2 separate regions of the Mus musculus genome follow, and region 2 is linked to region 1. The links are chromatin contacts, called in public Hi-C maps. All regions are on one chromosome and are shown on one strand. The core of a region is the stretch at or near the end of the contact, and the rest is flanking DNA. Distances in the headings are between cores, read along the strand shown.

Region 1 (4,528 bases), core at 731-3,230:
GCCTTGAAGATACTTCCTTGGCTACTAGTCTTCAAGATTGTACTTTATAATTAGCCTCCCACCCATTTAAGTTCTTAAATGATGTGAGAGTCCTTCCCTGAATATATATAGTCAAGGAGAATTAGCGCTTACCTGTGCTTTTAAGAAGGCCTGTTTTTAAAAAGTCAGTGTATCAAAAAAGATAAACATTTTCATTTGTATTCAGAAAAAAATAAATGGATCACTTGAACCTATACAAATTCCCGATAGCTCCAACACAGCCACTTAACTACTCCTCTAACCCAGAACACCTAGGCACAGGCTACGGGTACTATCTTCAGGCCCTTGGAACTTGGATAAGGGGAAGCTTCCCACAGCTTTAACCAGGCCTCCCTCCCTTTTAAATTTCACATATATGAGTGTTTACCTGCATGTATGTCTGTATAGCATATATGCCTAGTGCCCAAGGAAGCCAGAAGTGTTTGTTGGATCCCCTAGAACTGGAACTACAGGCAGTTGTAAGCTGGATCCTCTACAAGAGCTTTAATTACTGAGCCATCTCTGTGTCCCTGTCCAAGTCCTTTTTAAATCTGAAGCTACCACAGCCCTGGCTTCCCTTACTGGTGCCTTGTTCCAGTTGCCTTGGTTTTGCCTCTTCTGTGACCTTTCAGAACATGCATTGCCCTAGACCCAAGCTAGCATCACTTTCTTTCTCACAGGATCAGACCCTTCCCCTACACCCAGAGATCTCCCAAACACTGTCTGCCAAGATTAGGTTAGTAAGATCATGTGCTGGCTTTCTATCTGAATTGGTGATACTAAAAGGGATAGATGCTAGGATAGCTGACTGGGTGTTCACAGTGTTAGAACAAGCTTAATAACTTGTAATTAGACCAAACCGATATATAAAGTGCATGAGGATTGCAGTTATGAGGTTTGGTTCATGTGTGTTGGGCCCAGGAAATGTTTTTCCAAAGCTTGTTTTAAGGAAATGCCTGTTTTCTAACAAAATCTTAGGTAGAGCCTAATAGTAGGAATAAAGTAGGCAAAGCCATTGTGGGAGGTTCAAGACTGACAACAGCATCAGGCATTTTGCAGAAGAGGTTAAAACTGGGGGAATAGTTTCCACAGAAGCACCGAAACAAACGTGGGCTCATGTCAACATTAACCCTGCCAGGTAGAAGCCACTGAAGCTACCCCACAGGAGGACACAAGACAGTGAAACATTTGGAGTAACTCACTCATCACACTATAGGGCCTGTTTGTTTCCCAGGCCTGTAGTGGTTACCTTACAGCTTTCTCTGCCCTGGACCATAGCTCTGTGGAATTTGCATCTGACCCTAGCCTCTTGCTGTGTGGGAGGTTGCTCACTGGGGAGTAGTACCCAAAACTGAGAGAGTCAAAGTAGCCGGTGTCATTCTGATTCTTTTTTTTTTTTAATGTTTATTTTGTTTGCATGTTTATTTGTGTACCATGTGTTTGCAGTCCATTATGGAAACCAGAAGAGGGGGACTGAGTTACAGTCAATTATGATCTACCATTTAGGTGCTGGGAATTGAACCTGGGTCCTTTGGAAAAGCAGCCAGTGTTCTTAACTGTTGAGCCATCTCTCCAGCCCATCATTGTGTCCCTTAAATCACAGCCTTTATGGGTAAATACTGATCTCTCACAGGGTAGTCACAGTTGATTTTTGAAAACAGCTGGTTTTTTTAAAAAAATGTTTGTTTACTGAGCAGGGTTCTCTGCATAGCCTGGCTGTTCTGGAACTTGCTCTGTAGACCAGCAGCCTTGAACTCTCCTGCCTCTGCCTCTTGAATGCTGAGATTAAAGGCCTGTGCCACCTTCACTCCTAGCCAGATACAGATGGTTTTAATGTGAGTTATTAGAGCTAGGATTTTCACAGACCAAAACTGAAAGATCTTGCTGATGAGAAGTCTGGTCTGAAGGTCAGACTTCCTTTTGAGTAATCAACATTGTGTTACTAATGCTTTCAGCATTTCATACAGTGAAATTTGATCATATTCACACACACACCCTTTTCTCCCATATCCATCCTTACTCTCACCTCCCCACCCATCTAGCCCCAAGGTTTTCTGTTGTTGTTTAAACCCATTGAATTGATTTGTATTATGGAGTGTGGTTCCTGCCCTGCAATGTGGTCAGCCTACTAGGGGTCACACTACCAAAGAAAACTGAGTCCCTCTTTCAGTAGCAGTAATAACAGTAGTTCCTCAGCTTATACAGGTCTTGTGCATGCCATCACAGTCTCTGTGAGTTCATATGCCTTACTGCTCTATTGTGTCTTGAAAGCATTTTCCCTTGAAGTTATGTACTGCCTCTGGCTCTTAAATTTTTTTGTACCCTCTTCCTTAAAGATCCCTGAGCTTGGACAGAGAGGTGTGAAATGTTCCACTTAGAGGTCAACACTCCACACACACACTCTCACTCTGGACTTGTTGAGCAGCTGTCATCTGAAAGCTTTTCTGATGAAAGTTGGCAGTACACCTACCTATGGGGATAGCAGTGTCATTAAAAGTCATTTTTTACCCTGTGCTCATTTTACCCTGTGCTCAAGCCTGTGACTTATACAGCCACAGATTCTTGGCTCCATTAACAGCACCTACTATTTCATGGAGTAAGCCTGAGATTTAATCAGAAAGTGGTTGAGCAACTAGGGAAGGCTCAGCAGTTAAGAGCATTTACTTGAATAGGGTTTGGTTTGGTTCCTAGAACCCACATGGTTTACAACTGTCTACAACTCCAGTTCCAGAGGCTCTAATATCCTCTAAGGGCACCAAAGGGCACCAGTTGTACATGGATATGTTGAAGAAAAAAATTATAATTTTCAAGGAAACGGTTGGTGCCTGGCTTGGTGGCCCACACCTTTAATCCCAGCACTTGGGGGCAGAGAACGGTGAATCTCTGAGTTCAGGCCAACCTGGTCTACAGAATGAGTTACAGGACAATCAGGGCTACATAAAACATATCTACAGAAGGTCTTTTAAAAGGCCTTTAATCACAGAAGAGCACATCAGATGCCATTACAGATGGTTGTGAGCCACTATGTGGTTGCTGGGAGTTGAACTCAGGACCTCTGGAAGAGCAGTCAGTGCTCTTAACTGCTGAGCTGTATTCAGCCCCAGCCATATCTAATCACTTGAATGATGTTTTGTTGTTGTTGTTGTTTTGCTTTTTTTTTTTTTTTTTTCTCGAGACAGGGTTTCTCTGTATAGCCCTGGCTGTCCTGGAACTCACTTTGTAGACCAGGCTGGCCTCGAATTCAGAAATCCTCCTGCCTCTGCCTCCCGAGTGCTGGAATTAAAGGCATGCGCCACTACGCCCGGCTCGAATGATGTTTTAAAACCGCTGAAAATTCCATTGTGTAAAGGTGCATTTTTTTCATCAGTTGATGGGCTTCTAGGCTGTTTCCATTTCCCGGTTATTGTGAATAGAGCAATTAACATGGAGAAGCAGCACCCTGGAGAAGTAGATAATAGAAGCTTGGGTATATGCCCAAGGATGTAGCTGCATCATGGGGTAACTTTATTCTCAACTTTTTGAGGAACTGCCATGCTGACTTACAGTGGTTGTATCAATTTGTACTCAAACTGGTGAAGGATGATCCCCTTTCTCTACAGTCATGCCAGGTTCTACTGTCTATTTTTAAAAACCTTGTCCATTCTGAGTGGTGTAAGATATTTGAAGTCTCAAAGTTGTTTCCCATTTCCCTGATGGCTCAGGGTGGTCAACATGTTTTTCAGACATTTCATTAAAAAAAATATTTTTGAGGTAGGTTTTGTCTTGTTTTCTTTTTTGGATATAGGGTTCTCTCATTGGCAGTTCTGGAGTCCTCTGTGTAGACCCAGCAGACCATGACCTCACAGAGATCTACCTGCCTCTGCCCACCAAGAGCTGGGATTAAGGGCTAGAGCCATCATGTCCTGCCCAGCCCAGCTTACTTATGTGTCTGAGTCTTCTGTCTGCTCTTAACAGCTGAGCTATCTCTCCAGCCCACTGTATGTCTTGAGAAGTTTTAGTTCCTTGCTGTATTTTTGTTTTTCGAGACAGGGTTTCTCTGTGTGGCCCTGGCTGTCCTGGAACTCACTCTGTAGACCAGGCTGGCCTCGAACTCAGAAGTCCTCCTGTCTCTGACTCCCAAGTGCTGGGATTAAAGGCGTGTGCCACCACTGCCCAGCCTTTGCTGTATTTTAAAGATTGGCTTATTTCCTTGCTTGTTTTTTAGGTTTAGGGTTTTTTGTTTTGTTTTGATTTTTAAAAGACTTTTAATGCTTATGTGTGTGGTATGTGAGCATAGGTTCTCTCTAATGGCTGTGTGTTCTAACTGCTGTTAGCTCCCCAGTCCATGTTTTGAGAGTTTTTTTTAGTTCTTTGTGTCTTCTAGACACTAATTCTCTACCAGATGTGTAGCTGGTAAAGACCTTTTCTCCTTCTGTAGTTGTTTCTTCACATGAATGATACTGTCCCTTTGTTGTACAGAAACCTTAAGTTTTATGAGGTCCCATGGTTTTACTGCCTGCACTACTGGGGT
Region 2 (4,528 bases), core at 1,044-3,543, 80 kb after region 1:
CTCCTACACTCTAAGCAAACAGTCTACTCAGCTTCCTTTTTACTCTTTTACAACGGGGTCTGTAAGCTTGCCAACACAGCCTTAAACTTGCAATTCTCCTGCTTCAACCTCTCATGTAGCTGTTATTACAGACCTGTGTTATAAGGTCTAAGTAATGGGTTTCTATAGATTTATGGTTTCGTTTTATTTTATTTTTTTTAAAAAATTTTATTTATATATGTGTCTCTGTATGGATATGGATATGCACACGAATATAGGTGCCTTTGAAGGTCAGAAGATGTTAGAACCCATGGAACTGGTCTTTTACATTGTGAACCATCCAATGTGGATGGTTTAAGTTGACCTCAGGTCTTCTCTGCAAGAGTAGAATGTGCTCTTAACCACTGAATCACCTCTCCATCCCTGTATAGTTTCTTAAAACTCATCTATCATAATTGATCCTTGTAGTGACTCTAGAGAACCCTGACTAATACAATCCTTTTATCAACAAAGGCAGAAAATAAAGGTAAGAAAACCCAGTGCTGCTCTAAGTCAGGACTGTGACTCCAAGTGAAAAAAAGATCACTCTCACAAAAGCCACAAGGAGCCAGGTGTAGTGGTGCATACCTTTACTCCCACCAGCACTTAGGAGGCAGAGGCAAGCCTGTGAGTTCCAGGACAGCCAGGGATACAGAGAAAACCCTCTTTAGAGAGGGAAGGGTGGGAGAGAGAAAAAGGGAAAGAAAAGAAAGAATAAGATAGAAAGTCTGCCAGCCACAAGCCAGCCGTGGGGACAGAGTTTAGTAGCCCTGGGGGGAACCACCATCCTTCCCTAACCAAGTGTGTAGGAAGCCTCAATACCTGCCTGCCTCAAGGCTCTAGAATAACCCAATAACTACACAGAGCCCTACCACTTAGTTGATGACATGGCAAGATTGTAAGCTTGTGGCCTGAACTTGTCAGAAAATGGGAATAGCAATTCCACCTCACAGAATTGCTAAGCAGAAAAACTAACCGCCCATGAACTCATTACCACAGCTCATGGCCATCAGTCCAGATTGTTCTTCCCATTTTGTTCTCATCAGTTTTAAGTCCTTAGTGTATATCCTAACTGGTACTTAAAGCTCTTCTGAGTAGCTCCATTATTAACATGAGGAAGGTGAGAGCAGAGGGGACCGGCACTGACTCCCACCCATGGTCTACAGCTGGTGTGCCCACACTGCGCCATCTCACTGGATGTTCTCCAGGAACTAGGGGAAGTATTCACAAACCCACACAGGTGAAAAAAAAAAATCAGTGAGGAGGACCACCATGCTCACATTATAACAGGCACAGTGATGTCCACACTGGTGGAATTCATAGCACTGGAAAAAAAGCAAAGGAGAAAGTCTAGCTGATGGTGAAAAACCGGGCTTCACCCTTGATCAAAGCTAGAGTCAACACTGAATTGTCACTTCATCTCTTTGGGTCAGTCTCACAACTTTCAAGACTGGTAAAATTGGTCACCATCTAATAGTTCCCAAAAGACCAAATGGGGTGACGAATACAACACCCTCTGAATAGCATGTAACTCAACAGGTCGAGGCTTTCTCTACTAACAGCAACAATAATAATGGTTTTCTATTACTTTAATGATTGTTATTACAAAGCCAAATAAAATTAATTTGCAACTTCTACAATAACCAACTGTGCTAAGAGGGCAGGTAAAGCTGCTTCCAGGAACGTGCAGGTTCAGCGCAGACCACCCTACCAAATACCTAGACAGCAAGCCAAGCCACCTCTGCAGACTGTTTCCTCTTTTCTTCTGTACCTCACTAGTAAAACAGCCAATGTCCACAGAGTACCTGGGTCTGGGAGGAAAGCTGAGATGTCTGCATCTGCGCCTTCCCGGGCATCGGAACATGTAGGGCCGGCTGGGCGGGCTGTGAAGAAGGAGCAGGGAGCTGGCTGGGCAGGGGGGCAGGGATGGGGGCATTTAGCTGTTGAGTCTTCACAGGGATTTGGAGCTGAGTTGAAGCCTCCACCATCTGTGACTGCTGTGAAAACTGTAAGGTGGAAGGGAGGGCTGTGGCTGGGACACTGGCCGGAGGCAGCCTCGCAGGAAGCTGTGGTGGTGGGGTATGCAAGCTGGCGGCGTTCTGCACAGGAGGCCCTGTGGAAGGGTCGTACTGCTGCTGACTCTGCTTCTGTCCAGTGAGCTGTGTGGCCTGAGGAGTTGGGGGCATCCCTCCTGAAAAATAAGAAAGAGCCCAAAGCACTGACCTTAGTGCATAGCAGCTTCTACCAAATGAGTCACAAGGACACACACTGGACATTCTACCTCTCACATGAGAACTGTTACAGTCAAAATGGGAGTGTCCTAGAGCAGACCTAAGGTCAGGATGAGCACACAAAGAAGGAAAGAATGCACCCAACTATTGCGAGTTAGTACTAAGCAAAACAAGCATTAAATAATCACAAGGTATCTGACAGCAGTAGCAATTAGGAACACAGAAATAAAATCACCAGAAAGCACAATGCAGATGTATGGCTTCCACTAGAATGTCAAGAACCTGTCTCTGGGGGCTTTCTCAATACTGAATTGACTGGAGTGCAGAGACATGTTCCCATGTGGGAAATTCCACATCTATTAGTCTCCCTTGACTGCATGGCTCCAATGTGGGCTGGGCTCTAGGTTGTGGGCATTCCCTGATGACAAGCTAAGAGCACTGTTCTACTGCTGGGTCTTACCTTGGACTGTTGGCATTAACTGCTGCAGAGGGACTCCTGCATTCACCCCTGGATGCTGGAAAACTACCCCTGGATGACCCACTTCAAGACGAGGTCTCTTAGACTGCTCTAGAATAATTTTCAAGAAAGGTGTTGTTTCATGTAAAAATAAAACCATAGAAGTAGTAGGGAAAAAAACATATATAAGTGTTTTTTTAATCTTTGAAAAGGGAAGCCCTTCTATACTGTAAGGGATAGGTTGATATAGTTTCATTAAAATTTTGCAAGTACAAATAAAGGCATCATACAAAGGCCAAAGGACAAGAACTGAGAGACATTGCAACACGTGCCTGGCAGAGGCTCACTTAACCATTCTCAAAGCACTCACAAATAACATGAGAAGTTTCAATGCCCAGGACAATGGACAGAGAACATCAATAGAGAGCCAAGAACAGAGTCACAAATAGTTAATAAGCAATAAAAGCTCCTGTACAACCTTACTCAAAACCAGATATCCACATCAGAACAGGAGGTATGACTTTACCTTTAGGTCAACCACCAAAGATTACAAGATTTATTAAAGTAAGGAAAATGGATAGATATGAGAGAACCAGAGACTACTGACAGTAATGGAACTGGACATGTTGCTGGCAGGCAATCTGTCAGCAGCACTACATCTTATTCCTCAAGGACCTGGGAGGCTGTTCCTTTAGATCAGCTACCAGATATGACAAATGAACATTTCAGACTAAATGTTAAGTCTCTGTTCATCCTGATTTAAAAAAAAAAAATGGGGATAACTAAGACTAGAAAAGACTGACTGATAAAAGTCAACTGTCTAAAGCCATGTGCAGTAGCACACAGCTGTAAACCCAAGCACTAGTGAGCCAGAGGCAGGAGGGTCCCTCCAAGTTCAAGGCCAACTTAAGCTACACTGAGAGTTACAGACCAACCAGGTCTCATGGGACAGTACATAATGATGATGATGATAACCGTAGTAGCAGTAGCAATAGGAGGAGCTCTTACTCTTATTAAAGGTTCATCCACACAATGGAACATGGTGCCATGGTGCCGACTACAGGATTTTCACATGCATGAAGTGGGAAAGTTACCTATTATGGCCAATTTTTTTTTTAAGTAACTCTGTCTATATGTTTATATCTGAATTTTTTCACAATGACTCATCTGTAAGGAAATGTTGAGCCTGAACAGAGTAACATCTGTGAGAATCACAATATACTGACAGTGATCCCTGCAGTGGTTACAGAAGCAGACATGAAATCAGAGGCAGCTATGTGTCACCTTCTTGAGCCTCTCACATTAAAAAAAGAGGGGGGGAAAGGTATCAAAATATTATGGATCGAGGGGGAAGCCAGCTTAAAAAGAAACTTCCACCAGGCAGTGGTGGCACATGCTTTAATTCCAGCACTTGGGAGGCAGAGGAAAGCAAGTATCTCTAAGTTTAAGGCCAGTTGGGTCTACAGAGCAATCCAAGGATTTTGGTAATCCTTGGTTAGCCAAGGTTACCCAAAGTAGCCCTGTCTCAAAAACCAACCAATTAATCAATGCTTCCAAAGGCGACTAGGCAATGATAACAGTGAGCTATACCATAATGGTTGTTCATGGGAAGTTAGATGGAATGTACAGAATCAACTGATAAATTTCTAACTTCAATACAGATAAAAACTTATGCAAATATTTTAGTTGATAATACCCCAAACAAAAATTAACTTTGAAAGTAGAAATTAAGTTCTTTAGAAACACGTGGCAACTAAACTGCCACTGCACTGTTAGTCATGCTGGGCATACCTGTGGGTGGCATCACCTGTTGCCTCTTAAA

The links. Hi-C and Micro-C count contacts between places; a contact is called where the count stands out from the background.
Region 2: a Hi-C map of the STO cell line shows a contact between it and region 1, with 2.2 times the contacts expected there. The contact joins two enhancer-like sites. A contact is called at or near these places in 9 of 39 promoter capture datasets (the C10 cell line, the HPC-7 cell line, cranial neural crest and 6 more), 32 of 484 Hi-C or Micro-C datasets (the AML12 cell line, the AtT-20 cell line, B cells and 20 more), 4 of 115 datasets of contacts at active chromatin or transcription factors (all in embryonic stem cells) and 3 of 9 other capture datasets (adipose tissue, liver and pancreatic islet).

The regions. Positions count from the first base shown.
Region 1 is chr5:110,657,966-110,662,493 of GRCm38.p6, forward strand. It overlaps Ddx51 (DEAD box helicase 51), which reads left to right. Exons shown (of 15, transcript NM_027156.3): 15 at 1-2,531. Among named protein-coding and RNA genes, the nearest start is that of Mir7026, 5.9 kb to the right of the region's middle. Within about 2 kb of position 1,981, at least 32 of the 459 cell types and tissues checked have an H3K27ac peak or open chromatin away from gene starts, as enhancers often do. A contact at or near this core is called in the STO cell line, where this site is marked.
Region 2 is chr5:110,737,473-110,742,000 of GRCm38.p6, forward strand. Ep400 (E1A binding protein p400) reads right to left here. Exons shown (of 52, transcript NM_029337.2): 3 at 4,498-4,528; 4 at 2,710-2,817; 5 at 1,824-2,209. Among named protein-coding and RNA genes, the nearest start is that of Gm22583, 17 kb to the right of the region's middle. Within about 2 kb of position 2,294, at least 10 of the 459 cell types and tissues checked have an H3K27ac peak or open chromatin away from gene starts, as enhancers often do. A contact at or near this core is called in the STO cell line, where this site is marked.